Regions from separate parts of the Sus scrofa genome. Here all the other regions are linked to region 1. The links are chromatin contacts, called in public Hi-C and promoter capture Hi-C maps. All regions are on one chromosome and are shown on one strand. Each heading gives the region's core, a stretch centred on a gene start, on an enhancer-like site or on the middle of the called end of the contact. The rest is flanking DNA. Distances are from core to core; before and after follow the strand shown.

Region 1 (3,795 bases), core at 641-3,140:
TGAAGGCATCCATGTAGATGAAAATCTGAAGGCTTTCATGAAAAATACCCAAGATGAAGCAGTCTCTCATTACCCCAACCCAGACTGGACAAATTCACCATGTCAGGCCACCAGATGGAGCACACGGCTCCACCAAAATGCAGAAAGTCCAGACTCACCTGGACCTCCTGGGGGGAAAGAGAACAGTGCAAAGAAAACAGGATGGGATTTGGAAGCCTGGGGACTCAAACCACAGCGCTGATGTTCACTGATCACAGGACACTGAACAATTCCTTTGGCTTCTCTGGACCTAAGTTTCCTCTGTTGGTATCCGCCTACCTTTCTGACCTCTTTTACTGCTCTCCCACTAGAGCTACAGAACTTTGCGTTTCTCCAACAAAACAACCTTGTTCCCATCTCAGAGCCTTTGTGCTTCCTGCTGCCCCTTCTGGGAACACTCTCTTCCAAGCCTGCACATGACTGGCTCCTTTCTGTCACGTAGGGTTCAGCTTATTCGTCGCTATGCCAGAGGACTTTCCTGACTATCCTATGCCATTCTGCTTCCTGCTTCTGCCCTCTGCACTCTCCTATCCCATTAAAATGTTTTATTCTCTCCACAGCACTCACCAATATTGGTAATTACGAGTTTAGTTGTGTCCCCCAACTGGAGTGTCAATTCCAGGAGGGAGTTTGATCTTGATCTTGATCAAGCGCCTAGGACTATGCCTGGCACAAAGTGGAGGATGCAATAAGTACAGGTTGAACTGAATGAACAAGGGGATAACGTCTACTTCGCAGTCACAGTGATATTTAAACGATACAATGCAGTAAATGGTAAAATGCCACTATGTTAATTGTGGTTGCCGGAGTCAGCATTATCATTTGCTATCTTTAGTGCTCCTACCTCTACCTTTTCCCATAATCTCAGTTAAAAGCAAGACTTGAAAACATAAACAGTCCATGTCTGGTGAGAAATTAAGTACATGAGAAGAGCTCTGCAGGCCTGAGACCGACCCTAAGAACCAGACATAGGACTCTCAAACCACAACAAGCAAAACACCTCTCACATTCCCCATTGCGATAAAAGACGGACCACTGCTGGTTTACGATGTTTTGGTTTAATTAAGGGTCAGATGCGGTGGAGCAAGATGACCCTCAAATCACAATAGGGACACTGAGTTTCTGCAGCTGACAAGTTCAGCCCTCCAAGGAAAACCGCGAGTGCTGTGTTTAACAGACATCAGCTCCACCGGTGCAGGACCCACAGGGAGGCGGGATGCCGGCGCCTCCCCCCGCCCGACAGTTCCTTCTGGGCCGCTCCGGGTTCTGTTCCCGCCCGAGGCTGCCCCTTTATCTCAAGCCGCCAAACAATCCTAACCCCTCCTCGCCCACCCTCTTGCAAAGACTGGCTCAGAGTGGCAGCAAAGAGGGTGTCCTCAACTACCCCCCAGCTCAACCCCACCTCCTCCAGCCCCCTCAATACCCATTTCCGGGCGCTCAGGCGTCCTTTCTTTTGCTCCCGGTCCCAGCCCCCGTCCCCCAAGGGCTCGTCCCCCTCTCCCATTCCTCTGAATGCCCCCGTCCCTGGCCCCAGCCCCCGCCGCCTCCCTTTCCGGCCTGCTCCGGCGCGGGACACTCGCTCGGCGACCTCCTCCTCGCCCCCGCCCCCCCGCCCATACCGGGATCAGTTCCTTCAGCGAGCGCCGCACCGGCACGATCTCCAGCTCGCCCTCCTCCACCTCCATGGGCTCCGGCTCGCCGCGGTCCAAACCGGACTCCGCTTCAGGCGACAGGGGCCCCAAGGCCGGTCCCGCCGGGGCCTCTGCCTTCACCGACACTCGCAGGCCCCGAACGGCCGCCATCGCCGCCCGCCGGCCGCACCACTGAGCGCCCTCCCCGCACACCACCGGCTAGAGCGCCGCTGCCACTAGCCACAGAGCAACGGCCTCCGCTACCTAGAGCGTCGCCTGCTGCAGCTAAAGGGCCCTGTTTAGCCACGACGCCCCCTAGTGGCGGGAGGTACCTGAGGGCCAGCTGAAGCGGGATCTGGTGGAAAAGAGGGCGGGACCGAGTGGGAACAAGGGCAGGGCCTACTGGAGGGGGCGGGGCCTGGAGCCTTTCGCTGCAGTCTGGCCTTAGAAAATAGCTACACACCTTGGGCAGTATACCTGTAATAATTGCACCAAGCAATCATTACCTGCCAATGACTGTTCCAAGCGCCCGAATCCTTACACATACCCTTTGAAGTATTACTACTACAAACGGAGGCATTTAAATTTAACCAAGATTGATGTTCCCACTGTGCCTCAGTGGGTTAAAGGATCGGGCCTTGCCACAGCTGCGGCATAGGTCACAGCTGAGGCTGGGAATGAATCCCTGGCCCCGGAACTTCCATATGCTGTGGGTGCAGCCATAAAATTAGAGTTCCCATCGTGGCTCAGTGATTAACACACCTGACTAGTATCCATGAGGACTAGGGTTCAGTCCCTGGCCCTGCTCAGTGGGTTAAGGATCCAGTGTTGCTTTAAGCTGTGGTGTAGGTGACAGAAGCGGTTTGGATCCCGCGTTGCTGTGGCTGAGGTGTAGGCTGGCAGCTGCAGCTCTGATTCAACCCCTAGCCTGGGAACCTCCATATGTGTCAGGTGCAGCGCTGAAAAGACAAAACACACACATACACAAAAGAAAGAAAGAAAGAGGAGTTCCCGTCGTGGCGCAGTAGTTAACGAATTCCACTAGGAACCATGAGGTTGCGGGTTCAGTCCCTGGCCTTGCTCAGTGGGTTAGGGATCTGGCGTTGCCGTGAGCTGTGGTGTAGGTTGCAGACGCGGCTCAGATCCTACGTTGCTGTGGCTCTGGCATAGGCCGGTGGCTACAGCTCTGATTGGATCCCCAGCCTGGGAACCTCCACATGCCATGGGAGCAGCCCTAGAAAAGGCAAGAAGACAAAAAAAAAAAAAAAAGAAAGAAAGAAAGAGAAAGGCAGGAAGGAAGAGGGGTGAAGAAAGAAAAAGGAGAGAGAGAAGAGAGAGGCAAGAGAGGGAGGGAAAGAGGGAGAGAGAGAGGAATGAAGGAAGAAAATAAAAATTTACTCAAGGTGACAGGGTATTTAAGGGATAAACTTGGATGTGAGTCTAAACAGTCTGCCTCCAGACCCCAGAGTCAGCCTTGGTCTATCACATTTGCGCAAGTCTGTAGGTATACAACGCATTTTCCTTGACATCTTTTATCTCTTCCAGGTCTTCCAATGATTGGCCCATTTTATACACCACAAAACTGAGACTCCAAGAGCTCTGAGCATGGAGGAACAAACAGTTAAAAACCAAGGAAGAGCATGACCAGCATCGGACACACCTGATGGAAGTCAGGTGCAGTTCTAAGTTGGGCACACACAAGCACGCCCAGACCCCCAGTTCATGTCTATTCTTGGAACATGGGCAGGTCAGTAGTGAAGTAAAGTGCCTACAATTAAAGAAAATGTTAAGTTTCCTGGTGGCCAAGCAGTTAAGGATCCAGCATTGTCACTGCTGTGGCTTGGATCACTGCTGTGTTATGGGGCTCAATGGGAAAATAAAGTGAAATGTGGGCTTTAATTAACAATAATGCATCAATATTATCTCATGGATTGTGACAAATGTACCACACTAAGGCAAGATGTTATTAACAGAGGAAACTGGGGGGTGGGAGAAGGGAGTGAGTGGGTCTATGGGAACTCTGTACTTTCTACTAAATTTTTTTATCAACTTGAAAGGGTCCCTCCAAATCTATTTGTTAAAACCAAAAAAAAAAAAAAAAAAAAAAAAAGACACCAGAATACGT
Region 2 (3,795 bases), core at 809-3,308, 240 kb after region 1:
CATTACCTGAAGTCTGGCCACGAGGAGGAAAACATTCTTAAAGTATTTTAAAAAACCTCTGGTTTGAAAGTGTACATCACTTTTGAATGGCATCTTGAGAACCTGTCAGTTTACTGCTTTACATGTTCACCTTTCATTGACACTGAATATACTACGTAGTTTACCCATTCTGACAAATTAAGCACCTTTTTGCTACTACACTGTAGAAAGAGGGCCCAGGGGAGTTCCCGTCGTGGCATGGCAGAAACGAATCCTACTAGGAACCATGAAGGTGTGGGTTCGATCTCTGGCCTCGCTCAGTGGGTTTAGGATCCAGCGTTGCCATGAGCTGTGGTGTAAGTTGCAGACGTGCCTCGGATCTGCCCTTGCTGTGGCTATGGTGTAGGCTGGCAGCTGTAGCTCCGATTACCCCTAGGAAACCTCCATATGCTGCGGGTGTGGCCATAAAAAAGACAAAAGACAAAAAAAAAAAAAAAAAAAAAAGAGAGAGAGAGAGAGAGAAAGAAAGAAGCAGGGCCCAGGAAGGAGGTAGCAGGACACAGAACAAACAAACAAACCAAAAAACTCCCCAAGAAATCTGAGTGACAGTTTCAGTTTTGTCAACTGATTCACAGGGCAAGCCTAGATCAGTTCTCTTTTAAACTCTGAAATGAAGTGTTTGGGGGAGTTCCCATTGTGGCACAGCAGAAAAACCTGACTAGTATCCATGAGGATGCGGGTTTGATCCCTAGCCTCACTCAGTGGGGTCCGAGACCTGGCGTTGCTGTGAGCTGTGGTGTAGACCACAGCCAAGGCTCGGATTCAACATTGCTCTGGCTGTGGTGTAGGCTGGCAACTGAAGCTTCGATTCGACCCCTAGCCTGGGAACTTCCACATGACGAGGATACGGCCCTAAAAAAATAAAATAAAATGAAGTGTTTGGTATAGATAATTGCCAAGATCTCTTCTAAGGAAAACATTTTCTTGCCGAATCAATTCACTGTTCATCACTTAGCAGAGATGACGTTGATGATTATGCCCCAAACTGTACAATTACAAGTAGTCACATGAAACCTGGTATTTGCCTATCAGTTTTAGGTTCGAGGGACATTTAAGAGAGTCTAAAACATGGTTCTTCAAAAACCTAAAAGCTAACATGTGTTTTGGAAAAGCCAGTTTTTGTGGTGAGAGTGCCTTTCAGAATGTGAATTTTTCCAGTAAATGTTACTCTCCTCCCACATTTGCTGGGCCCCCACACTGGATTTGGAAGGTGCGGGCTAAAAACCCACGAGCCTATAAAACAGAATGGTTCTCATGGCCACTCCCTTGATCCCTGCACCACATCTTAAACCATTCTGGAGCATGATCACTAAGCTCCAGAGGGCAGCTGAACCAGTGTCAGGGGACAGCGCAAAGGTCTGTACTACAGCAACATGCAGACACATCTAGGCTTGGTCAGTACTTCTGAGTAAGAACGACCTAGGCTTTCTACATGCCCAGTAAAGGTTAAAGAGATTCACAGTCGACCCGCTCGAGCAGGCTGGAAGCGCCAGTATAGGTCCCGGCACACCCTTGCTCCTAGTTTCAGAACCTGCAGACCCTATGGATTCCCGCCTAGGCTCTCCAAAGCCACCACCCACCTCTTCACGCCCTTGGGGATGACTGCCCCTGCCCCCGCCCCACAATCTCCAGTCAGCCCTGACCTCCTCGAACTGCTCGCCCGAGCAGCCGGCGCCACGAGCCTCCAGCACCTCCCGGAACTGCTCCAGGGTGACGGACTCCTCGCCGCGGCCCAGCCGTTCTTCCAGCCAGCGCAACAGCGCGCCGTGGTGCCTAGACACCAGAGACTCGCAGGGTGGGGTGGGCCGCAGCGCAGCCGCCGCCTCTCGCAGCCGAGCCGGCTCCAGCAGAGCCGCGGCCGGGGGCAGCGCCGGGGCCGCGGGGCCCGGGCCGGGGGTCGTGCCGGAGTCCGCGGCCCAGTCTTGGTGCGGGCTCCAGCCTTCGCCCCCGGCGGCTCCCGCCTCGTCTTCACTGCTGTGACTCGGAGCGTTCCCCATGGGGTTTCCGCCTCGGGCGCCCGGCTCGGCCGCCGCCGCCGCCTCCCCGCCACGACCTGTCAACCTCCGACGGCACCCGGCGGGCGGGGACGGGGAGGGGACGACGGCGGCGGCTGCGGCTTCCGGCTTCCTCGCCCACAAGCGAGGACTACTGTCGCAACGACGCCGTCAGGCGGACTCCACCGGCTGTCGTGAAACAGCTAACCGAGGACAGCCGGATTTCCAGGAGGGTGCGTCTCCAGTTATGTCTACGTCATCCCCCAGCCTCCTTTTGCCACCATCTTTGTTGGGGGCGGCAACTTGAGGGCCCAGAAAGCTTGTCGCTGCTCACTTTCTCGGTATCGTTCCACGTTCACTACCTATGCTGGTAAAGTACGAGAAAGAGTTGGAGCTAAGTAGTGACGCTTTTGCCAAAGACTTCCCTTTCCGTGGTCCCCTTAACGACAGGAGGACACGGGAGAGCGCGCGTCGCGCCGATGACGTTGCGGCGGCTCCTCCACCATCTTGGTTGTGGACGGAGGTGGCAACTTCGGAGCAGCGGAGGGGTACAGCTGTCTAAATGCCGAGGCTCGGCGGGCGTGGGCTCTGGCTGGGCCTGGCCGCGGCGGCGGTGGCGGCGATGATCGCTCGGCTGACAGGCTGGTGGAGTCCCCGCGCTGACTTCCGCCTTTTCATACCCGAGGAGCTGGCCCGCTATCGCGGCCGCCCTGGGGACCCTGGCCTCTACTTGGCCTTGCTCGGCCGCGTCTACGATGTGTCCTCTGGCCGGAGGCACTACGAACCTGGGGCCCCGTATAGCGGCTTCGCAGGTATTAGCCGGGCGGCTCCCGCCGTTTCCTGCTACGACGCGGGCGGGTTGCCGACTGCGTTTCATTCATTCACTCATTCATTCGTTCCTTCGTTTATTCATCTGCTTTTTTTTTTCCTACCCACATTTGTCAGACCACTTTGGGGGCCGTTCTCAGATACATCATCGTTCTGGTCTGTTTTGACTCTGGCAGGACTGTGGGCACCTGTTACCTGCCTCTGTCCTGTCTCCCCACCGCTCTTCGTGACTTAGGTTGAACAAATACATCTCTTGCCTGTTGTTCACTCTTTCACCGCCAGTAGAATACCTACTTTGTGCCACATTGCCTAGCTCTCAAGGCAGAGATGAGTGAGGCCCTGGCCCTGCCCTCAGAGTTGCCCTGCTGATTAATCATTTCTATAGTGTGTTCCAATCCAAAGTGACTTTTCTTTCACCCCACTCCAAATTTTCCCTAAGAAGCTTGAATCGTTCTTGCTTCTAGTATAGACGTACTTGTCTGCCTTCCTTGAAAAAGCTTATCAGAGTTCCCTGGTGGCCTGGTGGTTGAAGATCCCACTTTGCTACTGCTGTGGCTGGGGTCACTGCTGTGGTGCAGGTTCATTCCCTGGCCCAGGAACTTCTCAATGCAGTGAGCATGGCCAATAAATAAGTAAAATCCATCCTTTTTAAGAGAGTACAATTCAGTGTGTTTTTGTTTTCATTTTGGCTGCCTGGCGGCATATGTAGCTCCCAGGGCAAGGATCAACTCCAGCTGTGTCAATGGCCAAATACTTTAACCCACTGTGCCCAGAGGGGGATAGATCCTTTGTCCTGGTACTGCAGGAACATGGCTGATCCCGTTGCACCACTGTGGGAGCTCCATCAGTGGTTTTTAACATAGAAAGTTGTGCAAACACCACCACTAACTAATTCCAGAGCATTTTTTATCATCCCCCAAAGATACTCCTTATC
Region 3 (3,795 bases), core at 642-3,141, 190 kb before region 1:
AAAATATCAACAGTGCCAAAGTTGAGAAATCCTGCTACAAATGAAATTACAGCAATGCATTTGTCCCAGATCACAACACACACGAGGATGCAAGGGGAGTTATTACCCTAAACCCCTCCCTAGGCAGGTGCGGAGCCCTGGGTGTGCCTGTAAGCAAAGAACAGCCTGTTAAAAGCTGGGGGAGTGGGGAAAGTGTTCATAAAGTGGCCCTACTTCAAGAGAAAAGGGCACTGCCTAAACTCACCCCCTAGAATCCCAGCTCTGCCACTCACATCCACAGGGTCAGAGCTGATTTTCCCTCCATTTCATAGTCCATAAAATGAGATAATCATTCTAAAATACCCTGATGCCCCCAACCAAACTAATTTTGAAAGGTCCTATGAAAATGCAAAGTGTTCCTGAAATCTTTGTCCTCTAAAATGCTTCTGAGCAGGATGGACTCTGAACCCTGTAGAACGGAGTCCAGGTATGTGGCAAGAGCTTATGAACAACAAAGCTCTTAGGAGTGAAGCTTGGCTCAGAAAATTGAGATTTGTGGCTGGAAGGGACCATAAAGGTCACTTATTTCAACTCTGAGAACAAGCTGAGATCCAGGAGGAAAAAAAAAATTCGTGAGGTTACACACAAAGTTCCTTGATGTTAATTTCTAGTGTCAATGATCTGAACATAAGCTACGTTTCTCTGGGAGTTAATGGAACCCAGCTTTGGGGATTGACATCCTTTCGGAACCCATATGCCTCAGCTGAACACACGGAGGTGAGATTTTGTTTCTATCTTGTAGCTTTAACAATTTGAACTTTTTCTAATTGTTTTTTCTTTTCTTTTCTTGTTTTTTTTTTTTTAGGGCTGAACCCTTGGCACATGGAAGTTACCAGCCTAGGGCTGGAGTTCAAGCAGCAGCTCCTGGCCTACACCACAGCTCACAGCAACACCGGATCCTTAACCCACTGAGCCAGGCCAGGGATTAAACCCACATTCTATGGATACTAGTAGGACTCGTTACCGCTGAGACACAATGGGAACTCTGACTTTTTCTAATATTTTAATCAAGATCTCTCTCAATGTCTTTCTATCTGTCCTGATGTCTTTCCTCCAAAGGTGTATCAGCCTTTGGGGCTGGGGCACTTTTGCTGTCCAAGTGTTTGAGTCCCTCCACTCACAGACCTCTTCTGGGACTGGGGCAGGTTACATCTGGTTGAGAAAGGGGCAGGCTACATCTGATTCTACATCTGATTTCTCAAGGAAAAAGCAGACCTTGCCCTAGAGAATCGAGGACACTGGCAAATGTGCGGGGCAGAGAGCCACAAAAATAAGGAGACCTGAGATCTCTCCATGTATAAGAGAGCAACTACCTGCAGGTCAAGGTACACAAGGTAAGAGTGCAGAGAGCAAGGGGATATACATAGAGAGCCAAGGGCAAGGCTCCTCGAGAAGGCCGGAGAGTCGGGAAGATCGGTGCCAGGAGGTGGGAAATTTCCTGAGAGGAAACCTAATGGAGGGAGTTGCAGCAGGCAGGCAGAGATCAGGCAGGCTGGAGCTGTCAGGGAGACTTGTTTGAGGAGGAAGAGTGGAGGCTCCTGGAGGCGGCGCGACTCCAGGACGCTGCCTCACCTGGGACCCGGCCGCCGCGCTCTGGGCCGCCGTCTCGGCCTGCGCAGCTCGTGCACAGCTCGCCAGTACCACGAACCCGGAAGGGTCACCCGGTGAGGCTTCCACCAAGGCCGCCTTCACAGATGTGGTGCCCAAGTCGATGCCCAGAGTGACAGATCGAGCAGCCATGGCAGCGCTTGCGTCTGGGGCCGAGGCGCCCTCTCCCGCACACTTCGCCCAGGACCAGGGAGCCAAGGCGGAGCCTCGCCTGCCACTCTTTCCAGACACGCTGGACACGGGCGAATTCGTCTCCCCATTGGTTGAGGAAGGTTGAGTCGCGCGCCCCGCGTGACCGTCCCCTGCTATAGGCGGAGCCGTGGTGGAGGGCGGGACCTAGGGGCCCCGCCCCGCAGAGCAAGATTTGCGAATTGGAGTGAAGCTTTGTCCTCGCTCAACAAAGTTCTTCGGGATACCGAGAGGCGCTGGGGGATGAGAGAGCCTCTGTGGCCCTATTGCTGACTAAACCCTCTCACATACCCGAGTCCCCATCCCTGCCGAGTTGCCTGCGCCCCTCCGCTTCGCTCCAACCCCTAATTGTCCCTCTGAGACGCGGAAAAACTACAGCTCCCAGGGTGCATCGCGCCGAGATCTGGCCTCCGTGAATCAGGTGGCTCGGGTCAGGTGACTTCTGGCCCGCCCCACAGTTAAGTCAAGCCGGCGGAGAGAGGCGGGTACCGTCGAGAGCCGCTCCTGCGTCCAGTGCAACCGGTCCTCTGAAGCTAGAGGACCTCAGGTGAGAGCCTGCGCGGCCCCGAAAGCCTCTCCCCCTCATTTCTCAGGCGCACCCCCTGAGGTCCAGAGACTCGCACAGCAAGCCAGTTGGACAGCCTGCCGCGCTTCCAGCCTCTCTTAGCTGCGCCGGGTTCTGTCTCTTGCCGCCAGCCCCGGCCTCGCGGAGAGCCCCCAGATTGAAGGGCTCGGGTGGTAGCGAGTGGAGGCAGGGACACTAGGCTGCCGAGGTGCTTTGGGAGGCTCTACAGTGCAGGTTAGCGCCCCTTTCCCCGCCTTTTGCTTAGTTGCCTCCTGAATCTGGGTCTGGGAGTTTGCAGATTGCTCTGCGGATGTGAGACGCTGAAAAGACCACTTCGAACTCCTTTTAGGGTGCTCAAGTGCCAGCCTGGCCCCAGGGGAGTGGGCAGGATGAGATCCGGCCCCGCCCTCCGGGGCTTTCAGGATAGAGAAAGGGAGGACGACTGGGCCCAGCCTTTTTCAACAACATTGAAGAAAACAACAGCCCGGGCTTTGTGAGAGCTTGCTAGGCGCCCTGGGCACCAGCTGTATTTACTTTATTGTTTCTCAACTTTTTTTCCTTACCAACACCCACCCCCTTGAAGTTTTAATACTTCTGATTAAAAGGCCACAAACCGTGCTTAATGTTTCATCTCATATAAGCCCTATGACTTAGTTCCCACTGCCCATGTTTTCACTTTAGGAAATTGAAGCTTGAGGAGGTTAAGTAGCACCCAGAGCCACACAGCTAATAAACGGGGAGCTCAGGTTCAAACCTGTGAAGTCTGTCTCCAAGGGGCACACTCTTTGCCACTGTTTGTATTAATTTCTCCAAGAGAAGATCCAGGGAGGTCCAGATTGTAGAACAGGTGACAGAATTAACCAGATACCTGACTAAGTGCAGCTGCCACAGGTTGCCCCCTGGGAGGGGATTGGCAATGGGAGGCTTCTTGAAAGAGGTGGCATCTGAGTGAGGCTAGAAGAGCAATATGCCAGACTCAGCCCATCGTGGTGAAATTCTCCATTTCTACCTGTAGCGTTCACAGAGGCTAGTGTGCCAGCGGCATACAGAAGTTCCTCAGCCGGGGATCAAACCCACGCCACAGCTGTAACCAGAGACCGAAGTAGTGACAACACCGGATCCTTAACCCGCTGAGCCACGAGGGAACTCCAGTTTTTGTGTAGAATTATTAACCTAATCTTTTCCTAACATTTTAATCAAACCATATATCTCTCAATATCTTTCTACCTGTCATGATGGTTTTCCTCCAAGGTGCGTCAGCCTTCGGGGCCGGGGAACTTTTGCCGTCCACGTGTTTGAGTTCCTCAGCCCACATTCCACTCCTGTGGAATGAGAGAGGAACCGGTTGGGCTTGATTCTGCATCTGAATTCTCAGGGAAAACCCAGATTCTGCC

What was found. Promoter capture Hi-C pulls out the DNA fragments that hold promoters and counts their contacts. Hi-C and Micro-C count contacts between places; a contact is called where the count stands out from the background.
Region 2: a promoter capture Hi-C map of liver shows a contact between it and region 1, with 5 times the contacts expected there. The contact joins the promoter of ZZEF1 here to the promoter of NCBP3 in region 1. A contact is called at or near these places in 1 of 5 promoter capture datasets (liver) and 1 of 2 datasets of contacts at active chromatin or transcription factors (alveolar macrophages).
Region 3: a Hi-C map of liver shows a contact between it and region 1, with 5 times the contacts expected there. The contact joins the promoter of SHPK here to the promoter of NCBP3 in region 1. A contact is called at or near these places in 2 of 47 Hi-C or Micro-C datasets (heart right ventricle and liver).

Annotation. Positions count from the first base shown.
Region 1 is chr12:49,916,869-49,920,663 of Sscrofa11.1, forward strand. It overlaps NCBP3 (nuclear cap-binding protein subunit 3), which reads right to left and starts at 1,891. Exons shown (of 13, transcript XM_003131866.6): 1 at 1,659-1,891. The coding sequence starts at 1,841.
Region 2 is chr12:50,153,200-50,156,994 of Sscrofa11.1, forward strand. It overlaps ZZEF1 (zinc finger ZZ-type and EF-hand domain-containing protein 1), which reads right to left and starts at 2,059. Exons shown (of 56, transcript XM_021067699.1): 1 at 1,683-2,059. The coding sequence starts at 2,036. LOC100520452 (neuferricin) reads left to right here and starts at 2,017. Exons shown (of 4, transcript XM_021067695.1): 1 at 2,017-2,266. The coding sequence starts at 2,035.
Region 3 is chr12:49,730,428-49,734,222 of Sscrofa11.1, forward strand. SHPK (sedoheptulokinase) reads right to left here and starts at 1,892. Exons shown (of 7, transcript XM_005669118.3): 1 at 1,612-1,892. The coding sequence starts at 1,779. CTNS (cystinosin) reads left to right here and starts at 314. Exons shown (of 12, transcript XM_021067682.1): 1 at 314-756; 2 at 1,243-2,383.